2 separate regions of the Rattus norvegicus genome follow, and region 2 is linked to region 1. A link is a contact called in public Hi-C data. All regions are on one chromosome and are shown on one strand. The core of a region is the stretch at or near the end of the contact, and the rest is flanking DNA. Distances in the headings are between cores, read along the strand shown.

Region 1 (2,942 bases), core at 234-2,733:
ATTTCGGTAGAAAACACAATTAACGTGGTTCCAAGTGAAGTAAATATGGCGATTGTTTTCATTAAAACATAAATCTCGAGCTCACTGGTGTGCTTTAACAGGTCCTGGGCTAAGGTGATTTCTCTCTGCCTGGTTTGGGCTGGGGGAGGGGAGAGATTTGAATTAAGCTGCTCTCCCGACATGTCTGCATGTTTCAACAGCTGATCATCTATAAAGATATCATTTTCGTTTGATTTAAAAAATGCTCACACTTCCTTGTATGCAACTGTACTAAAAACCTACAACACACACACACACACACACACACACACACACACACACACACACACACAAATGCATCCTTTCCCTGATAGTGGAAATTAGCGATAGAAGGACTGGTTTGGGATTTGATGCTTGTTACCAACACTCCCGACTGGGTCTCTGGTTGTCCCTGTACGATCTTCAGTAGGTACCCAGTCCCTCTTTAACATCTCAAAGTACTTCTGGCACTTCGGTGGAGGAGGTCCTTTTTCAAAGGCTAGGCTACCCTGGGGAAGCGCTCTCTCGGGCTCCAGGGCTTTTCTCTCTGCCTAGATAAATAAATCCTCTCAGAACCGAGGTACACGTAAATCCTAGAATGATGGTGAGCGAGTCACCTTAGTGCAAAGAAGGATAGCGGATACAGGGCAGGGACGTGGGTTCTGTTGGGTGGCCTTTTCCTGGACGGAACAACTACTTTGGATGCCGAACCAGACTCTCCACCAAACCAAGTTGAACTTTCGGCATCGATAAACAAGGCACCATCTCTGAGAACTAATGCTCATTAGCTCATCCTAACCTGTATCAGACCGCAGATACACCGCGGGCTGAGCAAAAGACATCTACAGAAAAGGTGATAAATGTTGCATTTTACATGCAATCTCCTTTCCTCCCCGAACACACACACACATTCACACTCGCGTGCGCGCACACTTCTCAGGATGACAGCTACAACTGCAGAGATCGTAAATTCACTAAGTCTCCAGTGGAGAGGTGGAGGACCCGAGGAGATGAGCTGGGGATTCGGGGCACCCGCCACACTAGGGCAAAGGTTTCTCCCCACTGTGCCCCACCCGCACCAAGCCATGGTCCGTCACCCCGCCTCGGCCCGCGGGCTCCCTGTCCCCACGGGGGAGACGAGGGGTCGCGGGGAGGAGGTGCCAGGCAGGGACGCTTACTTTCCGAGCTCCTCGAAGAGCTGATACTCGTCGGTGAACCGGGTGCAGGTGGTGGTCGAAGCCATGGCGGGGTCTGGACAGTGCGACGGGCGACACGCGAACAGACGCGGCTTCCCGGGACTGGCACCGCCGCGCTGTCACCCGGGGCCGCCCTCACTTTCCTTGTCCGAAAGTAGCTCGCCGGCGAGGGAGTGCGCGCAGGGGCGGGGCGCGCGGGGCGAGGTGGCCAGACCAGCCCGAGCCGCGATCCTTCTTCCTCCTCCTCCCGCCGGGCGAGCGCTCCCGAAGGGGCGGGGGGGAGGTGTCAGGAGGGGCTGCCGCGGTCACCGAGGCCGCACGGAGAGCTCAACGTAGCGCCCGGGGTGGCGGGCGGCAGTGGCCAAGAGTGAACACCCAAGGGGTCGCTCCTGCGGGCGGAGGCGGCGCTGGTGGCCTGCGCTCTCTCCCCACGGGGCCGCAAGGCTGGGAACCTGCGGGCGACAGAGTGCGCTCACTCGGCTCAGGCGAATCTGGCAGCCGCGGCTCCTCCCCGGCGCCTCCTCCCGCCTCTCCCCGCCCAGCGAAGCCCCCTCCTCGCCAGCCCCACACCTCCCTCTAGCGACTCCAGCCGCGTCCCTCCGGGCTGCTCTCCCGCAGCCGTCTAAGGAGACCGGAGGGAGGAGATGTGCAGAGCCCCGGGGAGCGCGCTTAAGGGGACGGGACAGAGATGTCGCAGTGACCCACGAAGGGACGGAAAGATGAGGGACAACTCGCAGCTCCCACACCCGGGATGTCTCTACCCCGGCAGTGATGGCCGTGATGCCGGGGAAACCGAGAGCGGGATGCAACCCTTGCATCTGGGCGCGGTTCGTGTTTACTGCTCCCAGACCCCAGCCCTACGTCTCCCGGCTCACAGTGACTACCGGGGGCTGCCAGCCCTGGCCACCTCTGCTTCGCCTGGCCGTCCCTTAGCTAGGAGCAAGGATGGTCAGGGCACCACGTTTCGATTCAGTTTTTACTTTCACCTCTTCGCCCTCCTCTCCCGTTGTTTTCCCAACTAGGGCGATCCCCAAAAGCATTTGCTTGGCCATAAAGCCTAACATAATGAAAGCAAGAAGTGCACCACGCTGCCACACCTTCCTTCCTCTCCAGAGTAACTCCCCTGTAACCTCAGCAAGTTCTGATAGTAAGAAGGGCTCTCGCGAGATGTCCCACTGTTGGTGGCAAGGGGGTGGGGCGTTAGGAAGGTTGGCTGCGGGTCACGCGACCCAGAATGGGGCTGACGTCATTAGCGTCACGTGAGCGTGTCTAGCCTGTTTCTCTTTGCAGAGGGAGAAGGAAAGGGAGAGGGAGGTCACAAGTTCTTTGCTTGCAGTCTCAAAGAGCTGGTCAGGTAGGGGCACAGGAATGTACTCCCTCAAGGGCTATCTGAAAAACCATTTAAGAGTTCAAGAGCGTGGCCTACAATTAAACATATGTGACACAGTTGCTTAAAAGTGAGCATGGAGAAAAAAATTAGCATGTAAGGTAGGTAAGTTGTAACTGGCTGCTAAGATCACTTCGGGGCCTTCTTTCCAGTTCCCAGTCTTTAATAAACGAGGCAATTGCAGATTTAGAGGACTATGGAAAATAGAAACATCATGAAGTTTTTTTTTAATTTTTTTCTTCAGATTGTTGCTTTTTGTTCTATAGCAGGAAACCATAAAATCCTTCACTTCTATTGCTTATTTGCTCATCCTTAGAAGGATCACGTCATGGACTTAAAAT
Region 2 (3,262 bases), core at 473-2,972, 360 kb before region 1:
GTTTGCATTGACACATCTGGGGTGGTTAGTACCCAAATGCTCTTCAGTGCAAATGGACAATTGTGTTAAAAAAAGAAATTAGTGTGTGGGGGGTTAGGTTTGTGTGTTTATATACGGTGTACACAGCACAATGATGTGTGGAGGTCAAAACTAGTCCTTTCCTGCCCCCTTGTGGGGTGTGGAGACCCAGGTCAAGTCTGTCCAGAAGTGCCTCTGCTGGAGAAATGAACCATCTTGCCAGTGCACTTTGCCAGTTAGGGTTCCTCAGATTGGTCTTAGTAATAACTTAGAAAAAAAACACTGTCCCTAAACCTGTTGTCATCTTTTGTTGTCCAAATGCCTGCCAGTGGCCTGAGAGTGCACTATGACACGTAGTTTGTCATAAGAGAATTTTAAAGTTGTAAGCAGAGGTGCAGGCCATCTTAAGAAATGCTTTGAATCCAGAATTCCCCAAATGTGGTCTAGATGTCCACAGACCTCAGCACTGGCTGAGGAGCTTGCTCCTCCTCACAACTCCTCTCCCCGGAGAAGCCTGGAGAGCAGACTGAGCAAATCCTAATGTGTTTCTCATTAAGTTAGAAATTGCTTTCCTTTGAAGAGTGAGAGTTTTAGACATTTTGTGTTGCGAGATATTTTTTTAAAGACATTATTATAAGGCATCTAAGCATATTGCCGGGCGGTAGGTTCCTGAATGTATTTAATGTATAATCTGGTTTTTAACTTGGATGTTTTCCTTTCAAAGAGAAGGTGGCAGAGCTATAACTTGGGTATTTTGAAATGTATTAAGCTAGTCGAATGTATTCCTTTCTTTCGAAAACAAAACCAATGTCACTTCAGGCTGAGCATAGGAGTCCGTGCCTGTCATCCCAGGACCCTGAAGTCCCAGGCAGAAGGGTCATGATTTTAAAACCACCCTGGCGTAGACCATAGCAAGATGCTGTCAAAACACTTGGAAGGGAAGAAGGGGAGAGAGCAGAAAGAGGAGGGGAAGAGAGGGGAAAGGATGGAGGAATAAGAGTGGAAGGAGGGAGGAAGTCATGGTCCATCGGGAAGAACTGAAAGTTATGACTCCGAAGACATAGTTTCTGATCTAAAATTGTGTTCCTAGCCTCGTCTCCAGCTTTGGATCAAACTCTTAAATCAGAGTATTATCTGAATTTCTTTGAAAAACTAATCTAATATAATTCAAGGCCTACAAATTTTTTTTTAAAGATTTATTTATTTATTATATATAAGTACACTGTAGCTGTCTTCAGATACACCAGAAGAGGGCATCAGATCTCTTTACAGATGGTTGTGAGCCACCATGTGGTTGCTGGGAATTGAACTCATGACCTCTGGAAGAGCAGTCGGGCGCTCTTAACCGCTGAGCCATCTCTCCAGCCCCAAATAGTGGAGGTTGCTTTTTTTTTTTTGGTTCTTTTTTTCGGAGCTGGGGACCGAACCCAGGGCCTTGCGCTTCCTAGGTAAGCGCTCTACCACTGAGCTAAGTCCCCAGCCCCAAGGCCTACAAATTTTGATGCCAGGAAAATGTACCATTAGCTAATATCTCCAGGAAATTCGTCTTACCTTCAGAAAGCTCAGGTACAAGTATGTACTGCTCCATGTGTGGGATAAGAGCTCTATTCTGGACCTCTCAGGACTGGCCCACAGATCCAAAGTGTCTACTGTGTGACTTAGGCCCTGTGTTTGCACCTGGCTATTTCCCAAGAACAAAGACTCATGTGGGAAGCATGTATCCTTAGGACCAACTTTGACAGTCAGCTTTTCCAACAGCTCTCAGGTTGCAGAATTTCACTCTGATTCTGGAAGCAATGAAACTGCATACTTGTTGAGGCTTGAGATCAACACACACGCCTTTTTTCCCCCAGCATAAAATTTCAGAATACGATATGGACGAACACGGAAACTAATAGTAAAGACATTCGATAGCAAATTAGGCGAAACAATGCAGCCACACGTGGTGACTCAGGTCTGTAAACCTGTCATTTGGGGAGTCTGGGACAGGATGAAGGAAAGTTCAAGGTCAGGGTGGTCTCCCAAGTCAGATCCTATCTCTCGAAAAGTTTTGGTTAAATATTTTTAAGAGCAAAGCAAAACAACAAAAAACAATGACTCTTACATGCTTCCACCAGGAGCTAACAGAGGAATTAGGGGAGCTGGAGGCCAGCTCTGATGAGGAGGCCATGGTAACTACCAGGGTGGTCCGACGGAGAGTGATCATTCAGGTATCCACTCTTACGTTACTGCACGTCATCGGGACAGCTCTGTCCTTCACTAAGTGACCCAGAACAACAGAGGCTGAGCATGCTCTGTAGGTAGTGCATGCGTGGAAGGTGGCTCCTATCTTTCTGCCACGTATATAAGGGAACGCAGAGCCAACGATGTTTGCAGCCTTCCTCCTAGAGAGCCGGCGCGCAGAAGAAAGATTCGGCTTTTTGGCTTTCACCTGTCTCTCCTCCTGCTTATTCATTTTTGTTGGTTGATTAACATTTACCTAACTTTGCTCAGATCCTCCTACGCATGACGTTTTTGTAATTTTTTTTTAATCCACCTGCTTAATTGTTTTAATTTTTATTAATCAAACTGACAGGATTTTGCATCTCAGCAATACTCGACATGACGTCTGTCTGGTTTTTCTAACATTTCTCACATTAAAACCACTTGGCTGCAGCTCTTCGGGACAGCGCCAGAGACTTGAGTAACACTTTTCTCCTACTGTTTAGGGAGACGATATGCCTGACATTCCCCCAGAGACAGTCACAGAGGAAGAATACGTCGACGAGAACGGGCACACTGTGGTGAAGAAGGTACTGGCCAGGGGCTCTCTGTAAAGGGCTGACCCCACTCTTCCTTTTCAAATGCTATCCCTAGTGTGGAACCATAACTCAAAATTGAGATAGACTCATGAAATGTCTTTCAGGTTACCCGGAAAATTATCAGGCGGTACGTATCCTCTGATGGCACAGAGAAGGAGGAGATTACCATGCAGGGAATGCCACAGGAGCCAGTCAACATTGAGGATGGGGACAGCTATTCCAAAGTGATAAAGCGTGTGGTATTGAAGAGTGACACCCAGCTGTCAGAGGTGAGGCCACCCAGCCCCACAGGGTTTATTTCATAGAGAAAGACAAAACATAGGGGAAAAAAAGAGTGTTCATTCCTCCTGAATCTCAATTTTACGTGGCCATTATTCTCATTGCCTTTGTTCGATTATTTTCATCTCTATGCTGTGAATGCTTCATAGTTGATAAAAAATCTG

What was found. Hi-C and Micro-C count contacts between places; a contact is called where the count stands out from the background.
Region 2: a contact with region 1 is called in a Hi-C map of the A7r5 cell line, with 2.2 times the contacts expected there. The contact joins the enhancer-like site here to the promoter of Camk2d in region 1. A contact is called at or near these places in 2 of 12 Hi-C or Micro-C datasets (the A7r5 cell line and the Rat2 cell line).

What each region holds. Positions count from the first base shown.
Region 1 is chr2:217,697,092-217,700,033 of GRCr8, reverse strand. Camk2d (calcium/calmodulin-dependent protein kinase II delta) reads right to left here and starts at 1,483. Exons shown (of 21, transcript NM_012519.2): 1 at 1,197-1,483. The coding sequence starts at 1,261.
Region 2 is chr2:218,060,666-218,063,927 of GRCr8, reverse strand. It overlaps Ank2 (ankyrin 2), which reads left to right. Exons shown (of 48, transcript NM_001427159.1): 45 at 2,727-2,810; 46 at 2,924-3,088. Among named protein-coding and RNA genes, the nearest start is that of Camk2d, 360 kb to the right of the region's middle. Within about 2 kb of position 1,722, at least 9 of the 93 cell types and tissues checked have an H3K27ac peak or open chromatin away from gene starts, as enhancers often do. A contact at or near this core is called in the A7r5 cell line, where this site is marked.